Linked DNA regions of Danio rerio: region 1 is linked to region 2. A link is a contact called in public Hi-C data. All regions are on one chromosome and are shown on one strand. Each heading gives the region's core, a stretch centred on a gene start, on an enhancer-like site or on the middle of the called end of the contact. The rest is flanking DNA. Distances are from core to core; before and after follow the strand shown. Region 1 holds the start of kdrl (kinase insert domain receptor like). Region 2 overlaps kdrl (kinase insert domain receptor like).

Region 1 (4,131 bases), core at 800-3,299, 57 kb after region 2:
TATTTAGTTTTCTACATTTTTATCCTAATATAATCTATACATTTTAAATGAATTGATTCTTAAAATTACTAAAATGAAAAATAATAAATAAACGGTTTTGTCTTTAAAAGTAAACCTGATTTGACTGCTGGACTGATCCATGATTTGGGGGACACATTTTCACAGATGTAATAATTACTGTATATAATTTTATTTGTTATACCCATACCATAGAAAATGTGATAGAAAACTATATTTTATATTACAGAATCTTCTAGGCACTTATTGGGCCCCCCCATATTTTTGGGGCCCTAAGCGGTTGATTACCTAGCTTATTGATTAAATCCGCCCCTGGTTACGAAGCACCTAATAAGTTTAAATAATAAGTAATTATTCATGGTATTTAAAAGTGCCCACAATATCATTATTGTGCATGCTCATTATCACAATACTGAACTGAGTATCGGCATATATCTACAACATACACTTGTTAACGTGACATTAAAACCCCTATTTTTGACTAATGGATTTACCATACATCCCTGACATATAAAATATAATAGCATACTCTTCCGCTCATCCATTGTGTCAAGATAGGGCGACTGACACAGATTTGGAGTAGAGGAGCAAGCAAGGAGTCTGGGGAAGGAATCTTTACTCAGGTAGCGTGTCACATTTCCGTGACCTCTACTGCCAGAACAATTCCAGGGTGCCTCCTGCCTCTCCATCCGCTTCCTTCATGTGTCTTTCCCACGCTCAGCGCAAGGACAGCGAAGGAAATCTACTTGGAAACCTTGTAGACAAAGCCTGAAGACCCAAAAAGTCATAGGGGGAGCAGTATTTCCTCTGTTTGGACCAGAGTAAGAGCTCCTGTTTGTTTGGACAGCAAGAGGAAGACCTGTATCTGCAGTGCACAAGTGCTGTCACAATGAACAATGGCATCCACCTTTTACTATCCAACTTAAGGAGATGCAGCCAGAAAACCAATCAGCCAAGGGTAAACAATATACGTTCTACTGTAAACACATATTCTCTTTTCAAACTTGAGAACAACACCGGAACTGGGGATGAGTCCAAACTGCTCGTTCACAATAAAATGTTTTGCATGTTAGCAAAACAGACCTGATGTTTCAAACACAATACATATTCATTCCTTGAATAACTAGTGCCAGAGGATGGGTGAATGCTCCAACCTACAGTTCTTCTCTGACTATGCAGACTGTTTAATAAACTGACCATACGTTTGGACCCCATAACCAAACGTCAGTAAAATAATTTAAGCCCCAGCAGGGAAAAACAACTCTTGTGTGCTTCTTGAGTGGTTAATTTACTATCAGAGTGGAGAACACTCACTCCTAAAAAATAAAAGTTTCAAATGAGGAAGAATCAATCCAAGTTCCCCAAATAACCTTTCAGAGAACAACTTTTAGCTTTAAATTCAATGATCCAAAGAACATTTCAGACCATAAAGAAACTTTTGTAAAATCAAAAGGTTCTATTGATGTAACAGGTTCAGTAACCTACAATGCTGATAAAAGCCAATATTAATAAAACCAATAATCACACAAAGACTCACAACACTTAAAAATTTGGAACCCAATAAAGATTTTACAATCTGACACATATGATCCCAAATTGCACTTCAACAATAACACGATACCAACATCATAAAGACTAAAATTATTTAGTTTTTTTCTAGATCAAATTAAGTGCTTTACAACCACTATTACAACCATTTATGATCCGTCATATTGTAATATGTTTTTATCATATAACAATCAGAACAAACAATAAACTTATCTATTAATCCGACGCGATAAATAAGTGGTAGGACTTTACTATAGCAGTAAATGTATTGTTACCATCCTTACTTGTTATATGCATTTACAATGCAGATCAGCTAATGTAGAAGACTGAACTTTAGTCCGCATCTGTACAACAGCAGCCGCAAGAAGCAGCTGCACTCAAAGCGCGTAATAATCACAAAAAGCGCACACTTACCATGTGAAATACAACTAAAAAGCACGTGAAGAGTGAAGAAGGCTTTGACTGAGGTTTTAAGAGGAGTCATTTTGTCTGTTAAAATAACGTCCCGAATGATACTCCGTATGTCACTTCACGTTCGGATGCGGCTGCAGTAGTCCAGAACTTAATTTCTCTTGATGTATGATAATATGCTTATAGTTCCTGTTGATATGATAGAGATGGTTCTTCGGTGACGTGTTAATAGTTAAACACCTCTCAGTGACTGTAAAGTATCGCGCAGGACTGCGCCTGCCCCGGTACTAAGACGAATGGAGAAACTCCACTGACTCCACAACTCCCGAGGGCAGGTGCGACCGCTGTCCGTCCTTCCTAAAACCGAATGAATGAAATTTCCAAAACTACACTATGTAGTGAAGGTGTAACAGCCATTTATCTATCTTCACACCATCCCACTATACCTCTGACTTTTCTACTGGGCTTTTCCCTCTCGAAGGCTTTATATGAGTGAAGCGAGGACGGAAGGACGCAACGTCACCATAGTAACCCTGCAGCGATACTCGTAAAGCTACGTGTACTGATTTAACTTAATCGATAGGCTATCTACTTATTCAGGCTAAATGACTTGCATAGAGTTATTAGGAACATACCAACACAAGACCAACAGAAACAAGAAATACATCATAACATTTTTATACCCATCAAAGAAAAAAACATGAAATATGCACTATAGTAGACTGAAAATACAGAACTCTGGTCACACTTTATAATAAGGTTTTATTGTTGACTGTATTTACTAACATAAACAAAACCAATACAGCATTTACTAATCAGTTCAACATTTACTAATGCATAAGACACAAATTCCTCTTTTTTAACATTACTTAATTCAGAGTTAATTAACTAAGAATGAACAACTGTATTTTCACTAACTAGCATAAACAAACAATTAAATGTATTGTTCATGGTCTGTTCGTGTTAGTGAATGCATTACTAATACAACTTTATTGTAAAGTTTTACTTGAACTGCTATTAAAAAGTATGGCCTACTATAATAAGAATATGATCGATTTAATAAGAATTTACTGGAAATTTGATTTAAAAAGAGTTAATGCATATCATACATCACATACATCATGGGTTGATTTTTTTAAGTTACATAACTCATTCCAAGTGTTTTTAAATTACTGCACATATTATCTCTCTTTCTCTCTTTCTCACACACACACACACACACACACACACACACACACACACACACACACACACACACACACACACACACACACACACACTCTCTCACACACACACACACACACACACACACACGCACAGTACTATTATCTCTTCTACAACAAATAAAAATATTTGTAATGTATTTATTGAAGAGGGTTCATTCCGCTGTAGCGAACCCTTATAAATAAGGTAGTAAGCTAAAGGGAAATTAATGAATGAATATTTATTAAAATATTTAAGATATTATTTTATCTTGTTTATTATAGACTTAATATCTGCACAACATCACTTAAACTAGAATCACTTTAGCATAGCCTTTCTAGCAAAAATCAGATTTAGTGTTAGAAAATGAATGAATGAATCAATATTTGCTTTTTGGCTTAGTCCCTTTATTAATCTGGGGTCGCAAAAGTGGAATGAACCCGCAACTTATCCTTATTATACTCTAAGAAAAAAAAAGATGAATTATGCACTACATCAAAATATAAAGTAGACTAAAAGTATTCCATATCAAAACAAACTGTAAAAAAAAACAATATTTTTTATTATATATTTTTTTTTAAATTTAAGATACTGTACGCAAAAATATTGCACAGTCCAATAATCTCTTCTTGATCACAAAAATAATTTTTATTGTATCACAAAAACTTATTTTTAATATATTTATTGAGTAAACTGTAACATTAATAGCATTTGGTACTATTTAAAAGTGTCTTCTTTTGTCTTGTTTATTATAGACTTAATATCTGGACAATATAACTACGATCACTTTAGAATCACACTTCTAGCAAGAAATCAGGCTTATTGTGTTAGTGTTTAATTAACAGAAAATTAATATGAAATATTTCTTAGTAAATTTTTGCATCACAATTTTTTTAAATCAAGGTGCAACGTTGCATTGTCTGATTACATAGCATTCAAAATACACTGGAA
Region 2 (4,179 bases), core at 283-2,782:
AAGTGGGTTGAACATCCCAAAAAAACAAAGGTTATGAATTGTGTTGTTTCAACTCGTTTTAAATAAGTAGTTTAAACAAGCAGCAAAAGTCTTTCTTTTTTTTGAGTGTTTGCAAATAAGAATGTTATTCTGGGTTTTAGGATTGCAAAGTTTGAAACCTCAGGATATGAAAACCCAGGATTAATTGTTGAATGAAAAATGTGACATAAAATAACACACTTCATGATTTTGGCAAGTACGATGCGATCCTGGATTAACACCTATGTTGATCCTGGAACATCATTTTTGTTCGAAAATGTAATCCATACCTATTGCCTACCCCTAAACCCAGCCATAACTGTACATTATTCCCAAAATCAGAGATGAATAATAGTTAGACAACAAACATGTAGAAGTCCATAAACCTAACTGTAAGCTTAAACTTAACATAAATGGTAAACATGTGCCTTAATTCTGATGGTTGATCCTGGAACAACATTCCAATCAGCCAGGAACAGATCCTACTTGGTAAAATCAGGCTGGTGTGTAATAACCCTGAGTTCTTGATCCCAGGTTATATCAGGTGTGATGAAGCATTATTTCATTTGTACCATGTATGGAAACTTTGCTCTGTTTGTTGCTAGGGGTTTCAGTGACTCTTCAATTAGGGTCATCGGGTCAGACACCCTGGAGGAAGTCATTACTTCTGAATTGCTATTAATCTACAGGAGCTCCAGGGCCGATAATTTGCAGTAAATATCTTTACAGAACAGATTGGCATGTACTGTGGTTTGTACACAGTGTGATGAGAGCTGTCAGTGCCAAGCACTCCACATATGTGCATAGTAAATGTGGGAGTTCCAGGTGGAATCCAGAGGCCCAGTGTGGAGGAGACTCTTGGACATAGCAGTAAAGCTGGGGAAGGTCAAAGGTGACAGTGATTGAGTGGGTCTTTGGCAGGGGCCGTCTCTTTACCATATATACATCATTCTCTGCATGCTCCGAGTGGCTCTTTTTTCTCATGCCTGTGACCATGGCAACCGGTGCAGGGCTTTGCCAGCTGGTTGCAGGCTGTGCCCAGCTTTTTATCATATCGCACTGAGATGAGAAGGGCGCTGGACATGGAACGATGGGGGAGTGTTGACAGAGGCAAGACTGAGTGATTTAATAAAAACCTGCTGATTATGTTCATTTGCAGATCAACTCGGCTCATCAATCATAGAAAGAGACAGCCAAGCTATGTAATCTTCCCTGCTGCTGTGATTATTTAGTAGAGGAATTTAAAATTGGTGTGAATGGGGGTGCGGCGTCTTATTAAAACATGTTACAAAGCTCTCGCTTCTTCGAAACAGCACGACTGATTATTAGTCACTTTAACCCCTCCAGGTCTGAGTCATAAACCTCAAATCAGCAAGAGATTATCACTGTTTGTCTAGCTGCAGTTGGTGGTAAAATCTGTTGCACTCAAATATTAGGATGCCGTATAGTCAAGGCCTTGAATGCAATTTAGTGGATAACCTTTGTAGATTAACCCTGGCGTCTGCTTCGCTGGAAGACCATAAACTGTGTCTCAGAACTCCAATGGTTTAAAAAAACCAAGGCTAATTCAGCCCAGTGGCCTGCCGTTAATAACTTAAAAGGCCACCTTCACTTTAGCTTTCAGCACCATTTGTCCTGAGGCCCTTTTATGAACAAGTACTGCTGTCTCAGAACACACGTTAGTGTGTGGTTAATAAAGTATTATGATGTTTCAGGCATGAACTGACCAAGTTTTAAAATAGTTATCTTTTTATGCCATCTTGTTTTCTTAACTGTTAGGAATGTTTTCATCCACTCTGGGGTGATTTTGAGTCTTAATTGCGCCATAACTTTTTCTGTGTTTCAGCTAGCAGAAAAATATTTGGTGACAAAGCTTATATTGACAAAGATGTTAACCAACCTCTGTCCTGATCAAAACTACTAAATTGCTAAGACAATTACAGAATTTAACTCTTTAATTGCCAAGTTCAGAAATGATATCACTGATTTGGTGAAAAAAACACACAAAAAGACGTATTTTCAAGATAAAAAGTAATTGATAAAAGGTTTAAAATAATCTAGTCAACAAAGTCTTGGACATGTGAAACAACATTGCCTTTGAGGCATTATTTTTGATAGATTTTTATTTTTCTCCCTAAAGCCTCATTCACACAAGCGACTCAAAGCAGCAAAGCGACAAGTGACTGTTCGTTTTAACAGAGTTAAAAGTGTGTTTTTTTTCACCAAGTCAGTGACATCATTTATGAATTTGGCAATTAAAGAATTAACATCCTGTCATTTTCTAAGCAATTTAGTAGTTTTGATTAGGACTGAAGTTGAAAAAAATATAGATAAATAATAAAATATTAATCTGGTGCATTTTAGCAGCAGTTTGATTTAGTGGATGCTTTCATCTTGGACCAAACAAAAAAGTAGTAAATTTGAACAGTGCACAAAGACTAAATTAGTCATCATTAAATAGATTTAGGTTTTATTCAAAGCTTGCATTCTGTACATCTTAAAAAACATTAATTGGTAACACTTTTAGTACCAATTCACACCATTAACTACTGGCTTAAAGGGCATCTATGGTGAAAAATACACTTTTCAAGCTGTTTGGACAGACATATGTGTAGATATAGTGTATAGACCGTCATATTGGGGAGATATAAACATACCCAGTCCTTTTTTTTTCAATTTAACAACATAAAAATGGTGGACCAATTGGAGCAGTTTTCAGACCGACCGCAACTTTGAAGTAGGAGTGCGTAGTGTCCTACCAGGCCAATGCCTAAACCTAACTACAATATTACAAACTATTATTAAGCAGATAAATAGTAGTACTTGAAGTAAAAGTCTTAATTAATGATTTATTAATAAAAGAATTGTACGTTATAATAAAGTGAACAAAATATTTTTCAGATCTGTAAAAAAAAAAAAAAAAAACAGGTTATTGGTAGACTTTTTACAAGAAAATACAACTCCAGTCTTTCCGATTCAAAAACATTTGCTACATTTTCCATTTTCTTATTAAGTACAACCTAAATAATTTCGGTCATTCTTAAACATTCTTTCAAATATGTCCAGGCCTAATCTGGTAGCACGTACAGATTCACGACTATACATTTCTAATGCAGCTCATTTTAAGTCAACGGATGCTATTAAAGCTATGCAATTAAAATGTCACCATGGATCAATTCTCCATTAACATCTAGTTTCATCAAAGTACAAATCAAAGTTAGTTTAAAGCCATTTCAACTTCCTATTTTTCAGTTTTAATGAATAATTAGCTATTATCATTATGTTAACATTATAACTTGTTATAATCATAATTGTTTATATAATTGTTGAACCACATGACTATTAGTCCATTAGTAAATACTGTCATTACAGTGACAGGTTTGACATCATCAACTCTACATCATGTGTTTCAACTTCCAGAACTATTAAATACATATTAGTAGCATAATACATATTGGCACCCATATTATAAAGCGTTGGCCCCAATTCAAATCACTTGTTGTACAAGATGGCCATATGCCATATCTATAGCCTTGCTTATTCAGAGATGGAGTCAGAGGCCATTACAGTTCAAGCGTTACAAACAAAGATGCTAGTCACCAGACCTTACAGCCAGCTTTAACAAGTCACACGCCCAGCCCAGCTTTTGTAGTCTGGCTGTTGAGATTGTCACCTTAGGCAGTATCTCTCCACTGTGCCATTGTCTCAAAGACTCTCACGCAGGCACGTCTCTCAAAGAAAGGCGCAGTGACTGGAGTCGTGTGGAGATGTGGGGGAGAAACTGTATGACAATTGTGTCATCCACATTCCAGCCCGGTGGGAGGGTCTCCAGGGCATATGCCGGCAACCCTTCCCATTCCTGTAGTCCTAGACATGGACCAGGAGAAGGCCTAATGAATGAAACGGAAATGAATGTACTGTACTTACGCTCGGGACATGAAACTCCGGGGTCGGGCCAGGGACTCCAGCCGCTTCAGCGTCTTCAGGTCATCTGAAGATAGTCCTATCCCACTGTCTGACTGCCCACCCTGTCAACAATCAAAGATCACTTAATGAATAAATTTGGAGTTATAGATACTGTATATAGAGACATATATAACTATATCTATGATTGGACTATACAGCAAACATGCTTTTTTATTCATTTTTCCAAATCAATGA

The links. A called contact is a pair of places that touch in the nucleus more often than the background predicts.
Region 1: a Hi-C map of embryo shows a contact between it and region 2, with 2.4 times the contacts expected there. The contact joins the promoter of kdrl here to the enhancer-like site in region 2. A contact is called at or near these places in 7 of 18 Hi-C or Micro-C datasets (embryo, fibroblasts, gastrula embryo and 2 more) and 1 of 4 datasets of contacts at active chromatin or transcription factors (caudal fin).

The regions. Positions count from the first base shown.
Region 1 is chr14:37,589,848-37,593,978 of GRCz12tu, forward strand. It overlaps kdrl (kinase insert domain receptor like), which reads right to left and starts at 2,050. Exons shown (of 30, transcript NM_131472.1): 1 at 1,981-2,050. The coding sequence starts at 2,050.
Region 2 is chr14:37,533,094-37,537,272 of GRCz12tu, forward strand. It overlaps kdrl (kinase insert domain receptor like), which reads right to left. Exons shown (of 30, transcript NM_131472.1): 29 at 3,946-4,046. Among named protein-coding and RNA genes, the nearest start is that of cdx4, 24 kb to the left of the region's middle. Within about 2 kb of position 1,533, at least 13 of the 62 cell types and tissues checked have an H3K27ac peak or open chromatin away from gene starts, as enhancers often do.